Regions from separate parts of the Sus scrofa genome. Here regions 1, 2 and 4 are each linked to region 3. A link is a contact called in public HiChIP or PLAC-seq data. All regions are on one chromosome and are shown on one strand. Each heading gives the region's core, a stretch centred on a gene start, on an enhancer-like site or on the middle of the called end of the contact. The rest is flanking DNA. Distances are from core to core; before and after follow the strand shown.

Region 1 (4,029 bases), core at 250-2,749, 200 kb before region 3:
CTGGGAACCTCTATGTCCCACAGGTGCAGCCCTAAAAAGACAAAACAGACAAACAAAAAACACCACTAAAACCAAACAGAATGTTTCCAGATGAAATGACATGATGCCTGGGATTTCCTTCACAATAATCCATTATTGGGAACTAAGGTTCTAGATGAAACAAGACTGGCTGTGATTTGATAATGGTTGAAGCTGAGGTAAAGGTATGAGGAGATTTGTTTTACTCTTTTCTCTACATTTTTTTTTTTTTTTTTTTTTTTTTCTGTCTTTTCCAGGGCTGCACCCGCGGCGTATGGAGGTTTTCAGGCTAGGGGTCTAATCGGAGCTGTTGCTGCTGGCCTACACCACAGCTACAGCAACTCCAGATTTGAGCCATGTCTGAGACCTACACCACAGCTCACAGCAATGTCGGATCCTTAACCCACTGAGCAAGGCCAGGGATTGAACCTGCAACCTCATGGTTCCTAGTCGGATTTGTTAACCACTGAGCCACGACGAGAACTCCTATTTTATCTACATTTTATATTTTACATAATAAACATTAACAGTGTATTTTTTATTTAAGTACCTTTGGTTCTAGGGTAGTTATTAGCAGGTCATAAACATGAGAATCAGAATGGCTTGATTAATAGCATGACTCTGGAGGAATTCTTCATATTTTAAATCCTAGCTTTGCTGTGTGACTCTGGGCAAGCCATGTCACTTCTTTATACCTCAGCTTCCTCATCTATAAAATGGAGGCATAAGAGTTCCCATTGTGGCTCAGCAGGTTAGGGACCCGACATAGTCTCAGTGAGGATGCAGGTTTGATATGTAACTTCACTCAATGGGTTAAGGATCCGGAGATGCTGCAAGCTGTGATGTAGGTTGCAGATGTGGCTTGGATCTGGTGTTGCTGAGGCTGTGGTATAAGGCTGGCAGCTTTAGCTCTGATTCATCCCCTAGCTTGGGAACTTCCATGTGCTGCATGTGTGGCCATACAAAGAAAAGGGGAAAAAAAAAAAATGGAGGCATAAATCACCTACCCGGGATGTTATAAGGATTAAATGAGTTAATATTCACAAAATAATTGGAACACTGATACTTAGTAAGCATTATGTGTATTTATTTTTTCATTAAAAGGAATAAAGGGATACTGGTTGCAACCCATTAAACTGACTTATGTCAAGGAATTCAGTTTTGGTAACATTACTGCCTTCATGGAGCTTGGCTGTTTCCTTCTCAAAACCTGCTTCATTTTATGTTTCTGGTAGCTTGTGCAGGGGGATGATGTTTGCACCGGCACCTCCATCATCTTGCTCCCCTGAGTGTGGGTGTCCTCTGTGAAATGAAATACCTTGTTTTGGGTATTTTCACTCACTCAAGTGAAACGCTTTTGATCGACCACACATAGTTGATCACAAACAGAATGAGTTCTTCCCTATTTTTAAAGAACTTTTATCTTTCCTCTCCTCTCGCTTTAAAATTGAGAATATGCTTTCGCTTTTGCTTTTGAAACATCCACACTTGCTACACATCTACAGAGAGACAAGAGCTGTTGACATGCCCAAAGGAAAGTGCCGATCAGATGCTAAAGCAGATGAGGCACTGATGGTCGGCCTGTCCTCCTCAGCTTGCTGTTCCCAGACACTTAGCATCATTTGTCAGATGCTCTGGGAATGCATTTCTATAGACTGCGTTGAAATCGGCAAGTTCCCTCGGGCTGCTGTTCAGTGCCACCTAACACTTGCAGCTGACCCTGGCAGCATTTTCCTGCCTGCAGTGGAGTGGGAGGAGATAGGAGATAACTGTGCTTCTCAGACGTCATTATGTTAAGTGTTTCCTGCTTTGATGCTTGAAAATGCTCTCTCTGCCCTGCAAGCACGTGATAACTCTAGTTAGAGGGCCAGGTACAGAGTTCCTTTTCTCTATATCGATGGGTACTTTTGGGGTCATTTGTTCTTGTCAGGAAAGATTTTCCCTGCCTTTTCCTCCGTGGCTGAAGCATGACTCTTGGTTCTAACTCTGACCTTGGGTTGGGTCCATGGATGACCTCTGTGGAGATACTCTTGACTTTGCAAAAGGAGGCATCAGTGTTTCCTTGCCACCCACTAACTCACTTCTCACCCACTTTAAAGTCCATGAAGGCTAGACATGCCTCTGTTCCTCTAATTTTTCAGTAAGCTTTGATTGATTTTCCAATACATGTGGAATACCTGCACTCAAGGCTTTGGGGTCTCCACAAAAATGAAGAAAAGAAGAAGTAGGAAAGGTGGTTTTTGTCTTTGGGGAAGACCAATTTTCTAGTTGGAGAACTAAAACGTACGTGTAAAATTCTCATGGCAAATGATCTAAGTGTTCAGTGTCCTAAAATACTTTTCTTTCTTGCTTGTAACATGTATGACATTCACCAGGCACGGTCATTTTCCATGTGCAATAGAAACTTCCCCTATCTTTCATTCTACTACTTCTATGTTTGAATCCTCCTGTGTAGGAAGCAAAGCTCTTTATTTTGATGCTTCTGTGTCCTTCACCCACCCTGACACACGCTCCACCTCCCTCATTTCCTTCCTTCCTTCTTCTGATTCTCCTTCCCTCCTTCCCTCTCTCTCTCCCCTCTCTTCCTTTCCTGGTATCTGGATTGAGGTAAAGATTTTATGTGAAGCATCGATATACTTAGGCTTACTCTTTTGGGTTTATTAGACCAGCACCACTTCACATCGACTCCCAGCTGCATCCCGGCAGGTGGTGAAGCAGGAGATGAGCCCGAAGACAAGAGCCAGGTCATATGATGTAGCACTTGTTTGGCAAAATAAGTTTGGATTTTATCCAGAAGGTAACAAGTGGTTATTTATTGAATATTTACTATAGGCAGGCACTGTTCTAGGCACTAAGGATATAGCAGTCAGATGGGGTCCTTACTTTTCAGGTGCTTATATTCCAGCGGAGAATAATGAACATAGGAATAGGGAGTGATACGCGTTATGAAGAAGGTAAATAGCGTATTGTTAAAGAGAGCGCCTAGCGTTGGGGATGGTTGTTCTAGTTAGAGTGGTCAGATCACGCCTTTCTGAGGTGATGACATTTGAGGTGAGGGCTGAAAATTAGAAAGGAGGAAAGCTATTCTAGGCATGAGGAACAGCAGATGCAAAGGATCTGAGATGAAAGCAAGTTTGGCACCTTTAGGGAGAGAGAAGAGGGCAGAGTGGTTGGACCACGGTGCTGGGTGATGAGCAGAGTGAGATGAATTCGAAGAGTTTAAAGGGTGGCCAGGAGTACTTTTGTGGGAGCCATGCCTCCCAGACTCTGCTTCTCCTCCTGGCTGTGGGTCTGCTGGTTGGTGGTAACTGTGGCAGAAGGTAAGGGGTTTGTTTTTATTCTACTATGGATCCACTAATTAATAAGTTGTGTGAAAAGAAAATTTTGGCTCTGCGATTATACATATCCATGGATTGGGATTATTTACGTTGGCTCCCGTCAGCCTGTGTGGTTAAGGAGAAAGAGGCTGAATTTTATCATCTGAAGACCTTGGTCCTAGTCTCCGCCCTAGCTCTGCGATTTTAGATGCCCCTAACCTCTCTGCCAGTATTAGGGGGGTTGTGAGGACCAAATGAGCTCTCATGCAAGAAAATCTCTTTGGGGAGTTCCTGTTGTGGCACAGTAGAAATGAATCCCACTAGTATCCATGAGGACGTGAATTCCATCACTGGTCCTGCTCAGGGCATTAAGGATCCAGCATTGCCATGAGCTGTGGTGCAGGTCACAGGTGTGGCTTGTATCCTGCATTGCTGTGGCTGTGGTGTAGGCCTGCAACTCCGATTTGACCCCTAGCCTGGAAACTTCTATATGCCACAGGTGCGGCCCTTTAAAAAAAAAAAAAAAAAGGGTGGCCAGGTCATGTAGGACTTTGGATCCTGTGGTAAGAAGTGAAGATATTTTTTCTGGTTCAGTGGGAAACTTTGGAAAGTTTTAAGTAGTAGTTTACCTAATTTGTACTGTTAAAGAATATTCTAGTGGTTGCCAGGAGGATAGAGAGAAGTGGGGCAAGTT
Region 2 (3,787 bases), core at 1,281-3,780, 200 kb after region 3:
GAGGCGACTCTCCTGCCCAAGGCTTTGGTCCTGCCTTCCGAGTTGAACAATCTGGTAACTTGTTATTCTTTAAGTCAAGGTAATGTTAGTACTCTCACAACACTTGTCTCTTTAAGATTTCATTAAAACTTTTCCTTTGGAGATGATCATTTATATCTGTAATATTATAAATGCTTCTATATGTCTATATGTTATAAGCTATGTATTATAACCCATAGCATTATTTATTTTCATTCTGTTGTACATAAATCAGAGTGGCTCTCTGAATAATATATATTATATATAATATATAATATTATATACACTTGTGTATGTGATATTTGCAATTCTTCATTGGTTCCTACCCTTTTAAAGGACTTGTAGAATCTTAGAGTTGGAGAGAACTTCAGGTATCAGCTTTCTTCTGGTTTAGGAATCTTTTAAAAAATATTCCTGACTAGATCATTTGGGTTGTTAAAGGCTTTCAGGAGCTCATTTCATTCAGGCAGCCTGTCCATTCTTGGTCAGACCTACGGTAATTTTTTTTTTTTTTTTTTAAAGGCTGCACCTGTGGCATACGAAGTTCCCAGGCTAGTGGTTGAATCGGAGCTATAGCTGCTGGCCACAGCCACAGCAACTCGGGATCTGAGCTGCATCTGCAACCTACACCACAGCTCATGGCAACTGCGACCTGCACCACAGCTCACCGCAAAGCTGGATCCCCAACCCACTGAGAGAGGCCAGGGATGGAATCCGCATCCTCATGGACACTAGTCAGGTTTCTGAACATCTGAGCCACAATGGGAACTCCCAGACCCATGGTCATTTTTGAACATGGCCTTGACTAGCCCAGAGTGTGCCTTCGTGGAATTAGAAACGGCACTGCCCTTGGGACTGTGCAAGGTTGGGCAGGCTGGAGGTACCCACGTGAGGAACTGTTCATCAGGAGGCTCCCCCGGGCTGTTCACATGGTGCGTGCAGAGTTGGCTGCCCTCTAGGCATCTTTGTGTGAAAATAAAGGTGAATTGAGTGAGACAGCGGCCTCGCCTCATCCTCTGAATTAACATCCACTTGTAGCACAGATTGCAGAGCTTGGGAGCTCTGGCTTTGTCCCCGCATCGATCTCCCTGTGACTTTCATGCGTTGCTTCCAGTTCTGTGAACTTGAGAGGATGAGGTAAATGCCAGTGCCTTTTTGATACAACAATCATTCGGTATTTGAAGAGAGAGAACTATCACACTGCTGCCGAAGGCTTCTCTTCAGGGAAACTCTCATTCTTTGGGGAAAGGACCTGCTTTTGAGACTCTGATTCGTTCTCTCCCCTGAAGATGGAGGCTGTTTTTTTTTATCTCCTCTCTGATCAGAGCAAAACCCTCCATGTGTGTTCTGGTTCATGAGGTAGACATTTCCTTTGCAGCACATTTACTGTATTGCTATGAATGAAGGCAAAGATAGATGCATTATTTATTTATTTATTTATTTATCTTTGCCCGCTGCATTACCCAATTGTCAGCTAAAACCTTCAGGCTCGAGGCGCTTCTCGTTATGTACAATTTAGTAGTTTCAATAACCAAAGAATTCAGGACTTTTTCTTTATCCCTGCTTTTTTTTTTTTTTTTTTTAACATCGTGTTTGCTTGTTATTCAACCGATGTTAGCATGCTTATCCTCAAATAGTGGGCCATCTACTCTTTGTGCATATTTTTCATGTTTTTATCATACAAGCACCAATATGAATAATCAATCCTTTTAATTTCCTTTGCATCATTTAGACTAAAGCCTCAGTTCGTTTTCATAGCGTTGGCACAGCGTGAGGCCACCTTGCGTTTTTTTCCTTTTTATGCATCTTTTGCTCCCAGAGCTGCGTTCATACATCAACTAGATTTTCCCGCCGCTTTTGGCTGGTGCCAGCAGTGGCATCACTGTGTCAGCTAGAGCGAAGCTTTCTGCGTGTACCAAGCATCTTACGAGCAGCTTTACATCTCTTGGGAAACTCCAAGTGCATTAGAGTGTGGCGCATGCTTTTCTCAGAGACAGGACAAGGAAGCCGGGAAGCAACCCTTGACACGGAGGGGCATTGCCTCGTGGCCACTCTACCTTGCTTGGTGACACTTCCTGTTTAGCTACTAAATAGAAGAGCTCAAACATATCAAATTAAAGTGTTTGATTTTACCCCAGGAGACATGGCTCCTTGTGACCTAGCGAAACAAGTTTATGGGTTGGCACGAACTGTTTCGCTGCTTCCAAGGAAACTAATACATTTGAAAAGATTCAGTGGTGAGGCCCATGTGTGAAGAGAGTTTTAGGGAAATGCAAAGCAAAGTGGATGAGAGGTCCTAAACCTGAGGTCCCTTGAAAGACATCAGATCCTCCATGGCTTGATCTAAGGGACGATGACCATCTTTTTTTTTTGTGTTTAGTTGGTAAAGCCCCATCTCCCTAGCAGGGTAGGCAAGCATTTAAGGCTAGAAGTGGAGTCCCCTCTCCCCTGGCTTAGTCTCCTTGGGTTTGCTCTGTTCTAGGCTGCCATCTGGTGGTCATGAAGGATCAACCAGTTACCCCGTCAGGGAAAAATTCCACCAAAGCAAAGGCATGGCCATTTTGTGGTTAGCTCTTGCCAGTAAATATGCCACAGGATTATTTATTTTCATTTTCTCGTGTGCATAAATCAGAGTGGCAGTCTGAACTTGACCACGCTTATCACAGTCTTTAAAAATACTTCAAGTATTTTGACCTAGTGCTACCATTTTCAAAAATATATTTCAAAGAAAGGCATGCAGACAGATTTATGTGTCAGCATGTTCCACCAAGTGTAATTTATAATGGCAATTTTGGAACTAATCCAAATGTTCAAAAATCAGGATTGTTAAAATTAGAGTGTTTCATTCCATGGTGCGCTCATACTTTAGAGTAACGTTTAAAGACATGGGAAAATGTTTATGATAGATTATGAAGTGAACAAAACCAATGAAAACTCCACGATCCTGGTTTTGCTTTTCTGAATATTTCCTCCTTTCAAAGTCATGAAAATGTAATACTTTTGGAAGCAGAAAGCCAAAAAAAAATCATAGCAAATATATAAATATGGTTACATGCACAGCAGTGTATCTGTACCAACTTTTTTCAAAGTAACAAGTCCTTTAAGATATCTCTCCTGAAACTTTGTTCAGTAAACATGTTCCTATAGAAAAATCGGTGCAAAAGGTCATGAACAATTGCCTCACTGTTCTGATGATCTTAAGTAATAATCCAGGAAGCTTGAGCCTGCAGCTGCCACTTGAAGTTTGCTAATGGGTCTCGTGGTGGAGACAAAAAGCATGTTATTTCTTGCATGACCCTTGACTCATTAACTTGTTCTAAGGCTTATATTTTGCTTCTAGGGGTTGTTGGTGGGGCTGTGGAAGAAGATGCTGTTTAAATCACTGTGCAGCGTGTGCCATCACCGGGGCTCAGTTTTATAATTGGACAGAGTCCATTTAAAGCTTTTTCGAGATGTAGCTTTGAGATTTTTCTCTGTACCCTGCACAGGTATAAATAGACTGCTTTGCTGGCTTCGCTGGGAGATTTGCCCAGAAAGAGAAGGTTAAAGGGATCTCACAGGTTTTCTTAAATAGGAGCATCTGCCCTTGGCTCTTGGGAGCAGCCACGGGGCGAGCCAAAGCCACCTAGGTGTCCCTTTCATGGGGTTTTACATTTCATAGCTGTTTGCTTAATAAACTCGGGCGCAATTTCCACATACATGGTTAACATGCTCTCAGGCACCAGGTGGCAGGTCCAAGAAGAGGAAGATCATTTTCAGAGCTCCCCGC
Region 3 (3,946 bases), core at 502-3,001:
CTGCAACATATGGAGTTCCAAGCCAGGAATAGATCGGAGCTGAGCTTGACCTCGCTGAACTGTGGCAAAGCAGATCTTTAACCCACTGCGTAGACTGGGTAACCGTGTCCTGGACTGCCGATCCTCTCGTGCAACAGCAATTGAAATCTTTCTCTTCGCTCACTGTCCTTGTAGTCTTTGATAATTCTAGATGTTGGAGGAGTTGAGGAAGTCCCACCCTTCAGAGCTCCACATGTGAAAAGAAAAGTTATAACTGGATCTCATCATTGTCATTTCTGTTTGGCGAAAAGAGGATAGTGTATTAACCCACAGGGAAGAAGAAACCAGTATGTCAGAGAGCTTCCTGGAGGAAACCTTCTTTTCAACATTCCTGATTGGGCAGTGGTCTCACTGTTCGCTTGGAAATAAAGACAGAAATTCACCAGCAAAAGCTAAAAACAGAACGGAGATGTTTATTAAATATGATTTGAGGTGAGAATAAAAAAATTTAAAACCTTCTGATACATTTCTCCTAGAGTTCTAAGTTTTTATTCACTGCCTAAACTAGAAGGTGCGATCTCATCTTCAGGTAAAGAACGGCAGTGGAAGTTTCAGGGGCTTACCAGTCTTTGTGGACAGGAATGGAGGGCAGAGCCTGTGCTGACCCACAAGCCATCTCAAGGTAATGCATTATACTATCGGCCCTTTGAGAATCACCCATGTTCTTCCAGCCCTCAGTTGTGGGTGCTTTGCCACATGAGAAGGCATGGCCTGGAGTTCCTTCTGTGGCTCAGCAGAAATGAACCTAACTAGTATCCATAAAGATGCGGGTCAATCTCTCACTTGCCAGTGGGTTAAGGATCTGGCGTTGCCATGAGCTGTGGTGTAGGTCAGATGCGGCTCAGATATGGCATTGCTATGGCTGTGCGTAGGCTGGCGGGTGCAGCTCGGATTCAACCCCTAGCCTGGGATTTCTATATGCTGCAGGTGCAGCCCTAAAACCAAAAAAAAAAAAAAAAAAAAGGGAGAGAGAGGAGAGAGAAGAAGGCATGGCCTCCAAGCTTCGCCCTATAGCTAGAGCCACCTATCTTCATTCAAACTGAGCAATTTAAATATTGGCATTCCCTCCAGAAAAAGATAGAGGGGATCTGGACTTTGTGAGCCCATTTATCTCTCAACTGGTTAAGCAGTGGTCGCTTGTAGATTTTCTGCTGTAGTTGCTACCCCTGCAAGCTTCTTTCCTGGAGATGGAGGTTCTGAGACTGGTGGTTCCTCATCATTCTTGTCCTTGTGATGGTCCATTTGGTTCACTGCCAGGCCAAAAAATGACTTCTGTACTGTGAAAACTCTCATGGCACAGACTATTTTCAGGAAGAGAAGTCACACTGTGTGGGCATGTACTTACCCTGGCTGCTCTCTTTGTCTCCAGGCTGTGACCTCCAGCCATCACACATGGCCTTTCCAGTTACTCTGTAATAGCTTTTTTCCCTTTACCATTCTTCTCCCCAAATTGCACAAAAGGTCTCCAGTCCTCTGTTTGTTTACTCTGGCCCTTCAAGTAAGGTTTATTCTAGAGAGATGTCTCTGTGTCCATTTTTCTCTATGAAGTGCCTGAAACACACACACACACCCTTTTATTTACAATATATAAACATCATGTTAAAGAGTAGACTTGTTTCATCAGCCTTTGCTGTGAGTCAGTCTTAGGTTATGTCTGTACATAGGCAAGAACTACTTGAACGTTTAAACTCTGTCAACAGAATCAGGAAGTATAGAAACAGACTCTGTACTTGGCAGGGTGGCGGTCCCTGTACATAGGGAACTGGGTAAATATTATTACCTAGAGATGAATGACCTAAGCTTGAAGGGAAGGCCCAGACACTGAAACAGACAGAGGAAACATCCTTTCTTAATGGCTAATGAAGCTGAAAGAGAAAACATTTCTTTTCCTCTAGTTTCCCTGAGGTATAATTCATGAATAAAACTGTAAGAGACAAGTGTATGATGTGATGATTTGACATTGAACTCAGAGAATCAGAGTATGGGGATGCTGGGGTGGGGATGGTGGTGGTGGTGGGGAAATGGGGGTAACTTAATAAAAGGGCACACGTTATCATGTATAAGATGAATAAAGTCTGAGGAGCTAGTGTAAAACATTACACTACAGTTGATAATATGGTATCATATAATAGAGACCATTGCAACTCAGTGTCAGAATAGGAGTGTGGGCTGGAATTCCCATCGTGGCTCAGTGGTTAAGGAATCGACTAGGAACCATGAGGTCGTGGGTTTGATCCCTGCTTGCTCAGTGGGTTAAGATCTGGCGTTGCCCTGAGCTGTGGTGTAGGTCACAGATGTGGCTCGGATCCGTGTTGCTGTGGCCCTGGTGTAGGCCGGTGGCTACAGCTCCGATTAGACCCCTAGCCTGGAACCTCATATGCTGCATGAGCGGCCCTAGAAAAGGCAAAAAGACCAAAAAAAAAAAAAAAAAAAAAAAAAGAAAAGAAAAGGAAAAAAGTGAAGGCTAGTGATGGAGCTGGGATCTCTAAGTAGCTGAACTAAACAACAAACAAACAAACAAAAAAAAACCAGGTGTAATTAAGATTGAGAAATAAAATAATAAACTGGGAAAGCTGATTTAAAAATTGTAGCTGTGTCCAGCTAGTTTAAGACTGGCTACGCAGTCATAGTATTTTTTGCAAGCTAAATTTTTATTCTGTCTATTTCTATCGCTGCCTAATCTGAAGCCCGAGGGGCACAGGAAAACCATTATAAACTTTCAAGTGGGCACGAGGTGGCTCAGTGTCAAGCTTGTCTCCCACACATGACAGCGCTGAGCAGGGGCAGACAGGACCAGGGCTGTGGGCGCCATCAGCTCATGAAACAGCCCCTTTAGAGCATGATGGAAGCCATGCACATTCCTGGGTCTCAGCCAGTAATAAAGCCAAATAGTGAAACAGTACGGGTCCATTTGTGAGAAAATGCCTGTAGGAGGAATTCTTGAGGGACTGCTTTGCCCCTGTGGATGGGAATGTATTCTAAGTACCGTCAAATATAGTTATTTCATTAATATCACTATTGCCTTTGCCATAGGTCTTTTGACTCATTCTGGTTTTTGCATTATTGCTGGTTAGGGGTCGTTCTAAGCTTCAGAAATTGACGATGAAGCGAAGAACATTCTCCCTTGCTGCTTTTCATTTTGTCTCTCGAAAACTGGGTTCTCTTAGTTTACTAACGAAGGATTCTTTTTCTGCAACAGGAGGATCTGGTAACTGACTCAGTCATATTTTCCCATAAAGGGCAACATGAGCTGTCCTGAGATTTATTTTTAGATACTGGATTAGTCCTAGAATGTGAGTTCTGCACTGTGGGAAAGAATGACACGACCCCGCCAAGATATGAACTCTGCTTTCTGTCACCATGGTTACATTTGATCATCCTAACTTGCATACTTGGAATCCAAAAGAATAAATCTGAATAACACCCTCTATAGAGGACAGGCATCAACATACAAAATATATTGTCCTTTATATGAGCAAATATCAACCATGCATGGACTGTAGGACAAACATGTCTGCCGAACAAAAAGGAGTAGAGAAGAAAACTTGGACTGGTCTTTATTGTTTAGGAAATTGGGTTTCAGAGCTGCTTAGTAAAAGCAAAAATATGGTGATAAATACAACACTCCAAATGTTTTATGGAGTTGGCCATATGGAGCATTTTTACCTGTGTCTTGTTGCATTTAAAAAAATCGTCTATAGCATCTCACCCAATATCTTGTTACCTGAATGACTGCACTGGCATCCTATTTCCTTTGCATTCCTTATTAAAAATATAAACCTGAAAATGGAATAAAAATAGACTTCATTAAAAGCTATAAACCTGATCCTAAAATATGCTAATTCTAAAACAAGCATTCATTCAGTCCCTATCTTTTGTGAGCATGACTATGACCTCAATGGCAAGA
Region 4 (3,592 bases), core at 254-2,753, 140 kb after region 3:
AAAGAATTTGGGCTCATGTTTTGTAAATAGTACATGAAGGTCCATATTTTGGTTGACATTTTGGTTCAATCCCCAGGGAAAGTAGCCAAAAATAGTGAAAGTATAACAACAACAACAAAGTACTAGTTATGAAAACAGTGGTCTGGGAATTTTGTATTAAATGAGCTGCAATATTAATATTTCCCATTAACATTTGGCAAAACCAGGAACTCAAATATCTCTCAGTGATGTGGAGAACACCCTGTGGTTGCCAAGGGGGTGGATGGGGGGAGTGGGGTGGACTGGGAGTTTGGGGTTGGTAGATGCAAACTATGACATTTAGAATGGATAAGCCATGAAGTCCTGCGGTATAGCACAGGGAGCTATATCCAATATCTTGATGGAAAATAATATTTAAAAAAGAATGTACACATATGTATGGCTGAGTCACTTTGCTGTACAGTAGGAACTGGAACAACATTGTCAATCAACTATACTCGAATTAAAAACGTTTAAAAAGGTCATGTAAATGGAAAACCATATCTGTCAGTGAATTATGGATTACTGAGGATCTACTGGGTGTAGCATGCATAGCAGGAAAAAAAAAAGGAGCAGAAATGTACATGATGGGGAAAAGAGAGGTGACTGTTGGAGCTCTCAGATCCCATGATGCATGGGAAATAGGAACTTTCTAAAGTGGAAGCGCTAATCCAACCAAACTTCAGGATAATAAGAGCCCAGGCCAGGAAGCCAGAGGACCCACTGGATTCTAGTGGTAAGTCTGTCATTAACGATCTGTGTGACCCTGGGAAAGCTGGTTTCCCTCTCTGAGCCTCTATTTCCACATCTGCAAGATGGTGATGGTGAGGGAGAAGGAGAAGGATGTTTGTATCAGTCGCTAAGATCTTTTGCACGTGAAACATTTTATGATTCCATGCCTCTAGACCTCGACTGTCTAATACAGTAGCCATTAGGCATGCGTGGCTACTTAAATTTGTTAAAATGAAGTCACATGAGAAGTGCCATTTCTTGGTTATACTGTCACATTTCCAATGCTCAAGAGCCAGAGGCAGCTGATGGCTAATGAACAGGCTCGTGGAGAAAGAGAACATGTCCTTTATCACAGAAGGTTGTATTGGACAGCTCTGCTTTTCTTTGTAAAAGACACTTGAGAAGTCTCATATGAAGTTACTGATTTTCTTGTAAAATAAATTAACTACTGCTGGGATGAAGACAACTACTGAGAGCTGACATTTATTGAGCTCTGCCATTGCTGGAATTGCAGCAATTAGGTTCTTTTGAGTTAATCGTCACAGCAATCCTCTGAGATAGGTACTGTTATTTTCTGCATTTTAAAAATGAAGAAGAAAACAAGATTCAGAGTGACTCTATGCATTGTTCAGAGCCATGTCCTAAAAGTGGCAGAGCTAGGCCTTGAGCCCACTGACTGTTGTAATCCAGACTCAAGATGTTTCATCCTGGCCCCAAGCTTGGCCTCTGGTCTTGGTGTCATATGGCCAAGCCTCATGTATTCCTCATGATCCCCCTGTGGCCACTGGTCCTTTGCACATGCTTTCTATAGCATGCCCTCTCACTCCTTCTTTGTTTGGCAACTTCTTAAAATAGAACTAAATATTACTTCTCTATTTGGCAAAATAGTTACCCTATCAGCTTTTAGTTTCCATTACGCTCCATTCAAGCCTCAAACATGGAGCCCACCAGGCTGCATTATAGTATCTGTTTGCCAGTCTGGTCACCCACCAGACTGTTAGTGCCTTCAAGACGAAGGGTGTGCCCAGTACCCCCAGTCTAAAAAGGGTGCTGAGTCAATATTTGCTAAATGAAATGTCACAATGTCTTTCTTTTTTTTCTGGTCTTTTTGCCTTTTCTTGAGCCGCTCCCATGGCATATGGAGGTTCCCAGGCTAGAGGTCTAATTGGAGCCGAAGCCACCAGCCTACGCCAGAGCCACAGCAATGAGGGATCTGAGCTGCGTCAGCGACCCACACCACAGCTCACGGCAACGCCAGATCCTTAACCCGCTGAGCAAGGCCAGAAATAGAACCCACAACCTCATGGTTCCTAGTCGGATTCGTTAACCACTGTGCCACGACGGGAACTCCCCCGCAATGTCTTTTTAAGATTGTGTTGCCACCTTTTCCAACCTCTCCAGCCTATCTAGATGATTTCCATTTGTGGTGGAACTTGCAGCTTAGATGCATTCATTATTTGCAGGCAGAGGGCTCCAGGGCCCTCAGGCAGGAAGCAAAGTTAAATACATACACTCAGGCATACGTCCATAATCATTTTGCAGACAAGTAATTCTTCCCAAGTCCCTTGGCAAGCAGACTGTCATTTGCAAGGCAGGAACTATGGACACTTGCTACCAAATCTGGTGCAGTTCTGTCCAGGCCTGGGCAGAGCACCGGGCTACTCGTCCATGGTGTCAGGGGCCATTCAGAAACACCGCAGGCCAACAGGCTTCAGCTGGGCTGCTATCTTGCTTCAAGCCCCTTCCCTCAACAGTACTGCAGCAGCTCTATAAAGCGATGTTAAAATTTATTCCCAAGGGTCTTGGTGCAGAGTTAAAAAGATACCTGGTCACCCCACACATTCTCCCAGGGAGCAGAACAGCCCACCCTTCTCCCTACCTTGTGGCTGTTCACCCCAGACAGAAAATGGAAGGAAAAAGGTTATTCTTGCCCTCCCTGTCCTCTAAAATCATCCAGGCACCTCTATTTAGAGTCATCTTTTTGACTTCTGCATTTTAAAAAGAGCTCAGGTAGGTCAAAACCTAAAATTAAAAATGAACAAACAACCCCCCCACCCCGAAGAACAAAAAATCCTAATCAATGGACCAAACAACAAAGTCAGATGTATTATCAGAATAAAGTGTAGGGAGAGAAATATTATTTATTAAAGATATCCTGTGTATCAGGATTGTTCTAGGTAAATGAATCTCTTATCATCCAACACTCCTAAAAGGTAATTTTAATGATAATGTTTTACTGATGGAGACAGGGAAGCCCAGAAAAGAAGTGATGAAAAATTGAAAGAGCATGGGTTGAATGACAGAAACATCTGGGTTCAAATTTGGGATCCACGAGTTCTGTGGCTTTGGAGGAATTGTCTGACCTCCTCAAGCCTCTGTTCGCTCATTCATTTAATTTTTAAGTTTTTTATTTTTGCTTTTTAGGGCCACACCTGCAGCATATGGAGGTTCCCAGGTTAGGGGTCGAAATCGAGCTGCAGCTGCACAGCCTACACCACAGCTACAAGAAGTAGAGACCAGTAGCACTAACCTTCCAGAGCTGCGGTAGAGTGGTTTAAGAAAATGCCTCTAATGTGCCTAAACACTGTGGCAGGCATCTTATTAGATTTCATGTTAGTTTCCCTTCCCCTCTGCTTGTGTGCTAGAGGGCAGAGTTGGAATTCAAAAGCAGGATCACAGGCCCCAAACCAAGTTCTTTGCAGATCCATAAGGAGAACTTTTCTGAGCTGCTTCTCCACCATTGTGGTGATAGAATCAAAATATGAAGCTGAGCCATTCTTACCTTGTACTCGCAAAACACTCTCTATTGTTTTATATATCCATGCCCAGATGTAAATCTTTT

What was found. HiChIP or PLAC-seq counts read pairs in DNA pulled down with a chosen protein or histone mark.
Region 1: a contact with region 3 is called in an H3K27ac HiChIP or PLAC-seq map of alveolar macrophages. The contact joins two enhancer-like sites. A contact is called at or near these places in 1 of 47 Hi-C or Micro-C datasets (epiblast stem cells) and 1 of 2 datasets of contacts at active chromatin or transcription factors (alveolar macrophages).
Region 2: an H3K27ac HiChIP or PLAC-seq map of alveolar macrophages shows a contact between it and region 3. The contact joins two enhancer-like sites. A contact is called at or near these places in 1 of 47 Hi-C or Micro-C datasets (epiblast stem cells) and 1 of 2 datasets of contacts at active chromatin or transcription factors (alveolar macrophages).
Region 4: an H3K27ac HiChIP or PLAC-seq map of alveolar macrophages shows a contact between it and region 3. The contact joins two enhancer-like sites. A contact is called at or near these places in 1 of 47 Hi-C or Micro-C datasets (epiblast stem cells) and 1 of 2 datasets of contacts at active chromatin or transcription factors (alveolar macrophages).

Annotation. Positions count from the first base shown.
Region 1 is chr8:71,149,086-71,153,114 of Sscrofa11.1, reverse strand. No RefSeq gene overlaps it. Among named protein-coding and RNA genes, the nearest start is that of RCHY1, 31 kb to the left of the region's middle. Within about 2 kb of position 1,499, at least 19 of the 83 cell types and tissues checked have an H3K27ac peak or open chromatin away from gene starts, as enhancers often do. A contact at or near this core is called in alveolar macrophages, where this site is marked.
Region 2 is chr8:70,748,149-70,751,935 of Sscrofa11.1, reverse strand. No RefSeq gene overlaps it. Among named protein-coding and RNA genes, the nearest start is that of PARM1, 38 kb to the left of the region's middle. Within about 2 kb of position 2,530, at least 8 of the 83 cell types and tissues checked have an H3K27ac peak or open chromatin away from gene starts, as enhancers often do. A contact at or near this core is called in alveolar macrophages, where this site is marked.
Region 3 is chr8:70,951,381-70,955,326 of Sscrofa11.1, reverse strand. No RefSeq gene overlaps it. Among named protein-coding and RNA genes, the nearest start is that of PARM1, 170 kb to the right of the region's middle. Within about 2 kb of position 1,751, at least 4 of the 83 cell types and tissues checked have an H3K27ac peak or open chromatin away from gene starts, as enhancers often do. A contact at or near this core is called in alveolar macrophages, where this site is marked.
Region 4 is chr8:70,806,997-70,810,588 of Sscrofa11.1, reverse strand. All of the region lies in intron 1 of PARM1 (prostate androgen-regulated mucin-like protein 1), which reads right to left. Among named protein-coding and RNA genes, the nearest start is that of PARM1, 21 kb to the right of the region's middle. Within about 2 kb of position 1,503, at least 1 of the 83 cell types and tissues checked has an H3K27ac peak or open chromatin away from gene starts, as enhancers often do. A contact at or near this core is called in alveolar macrophages, where this site is marked.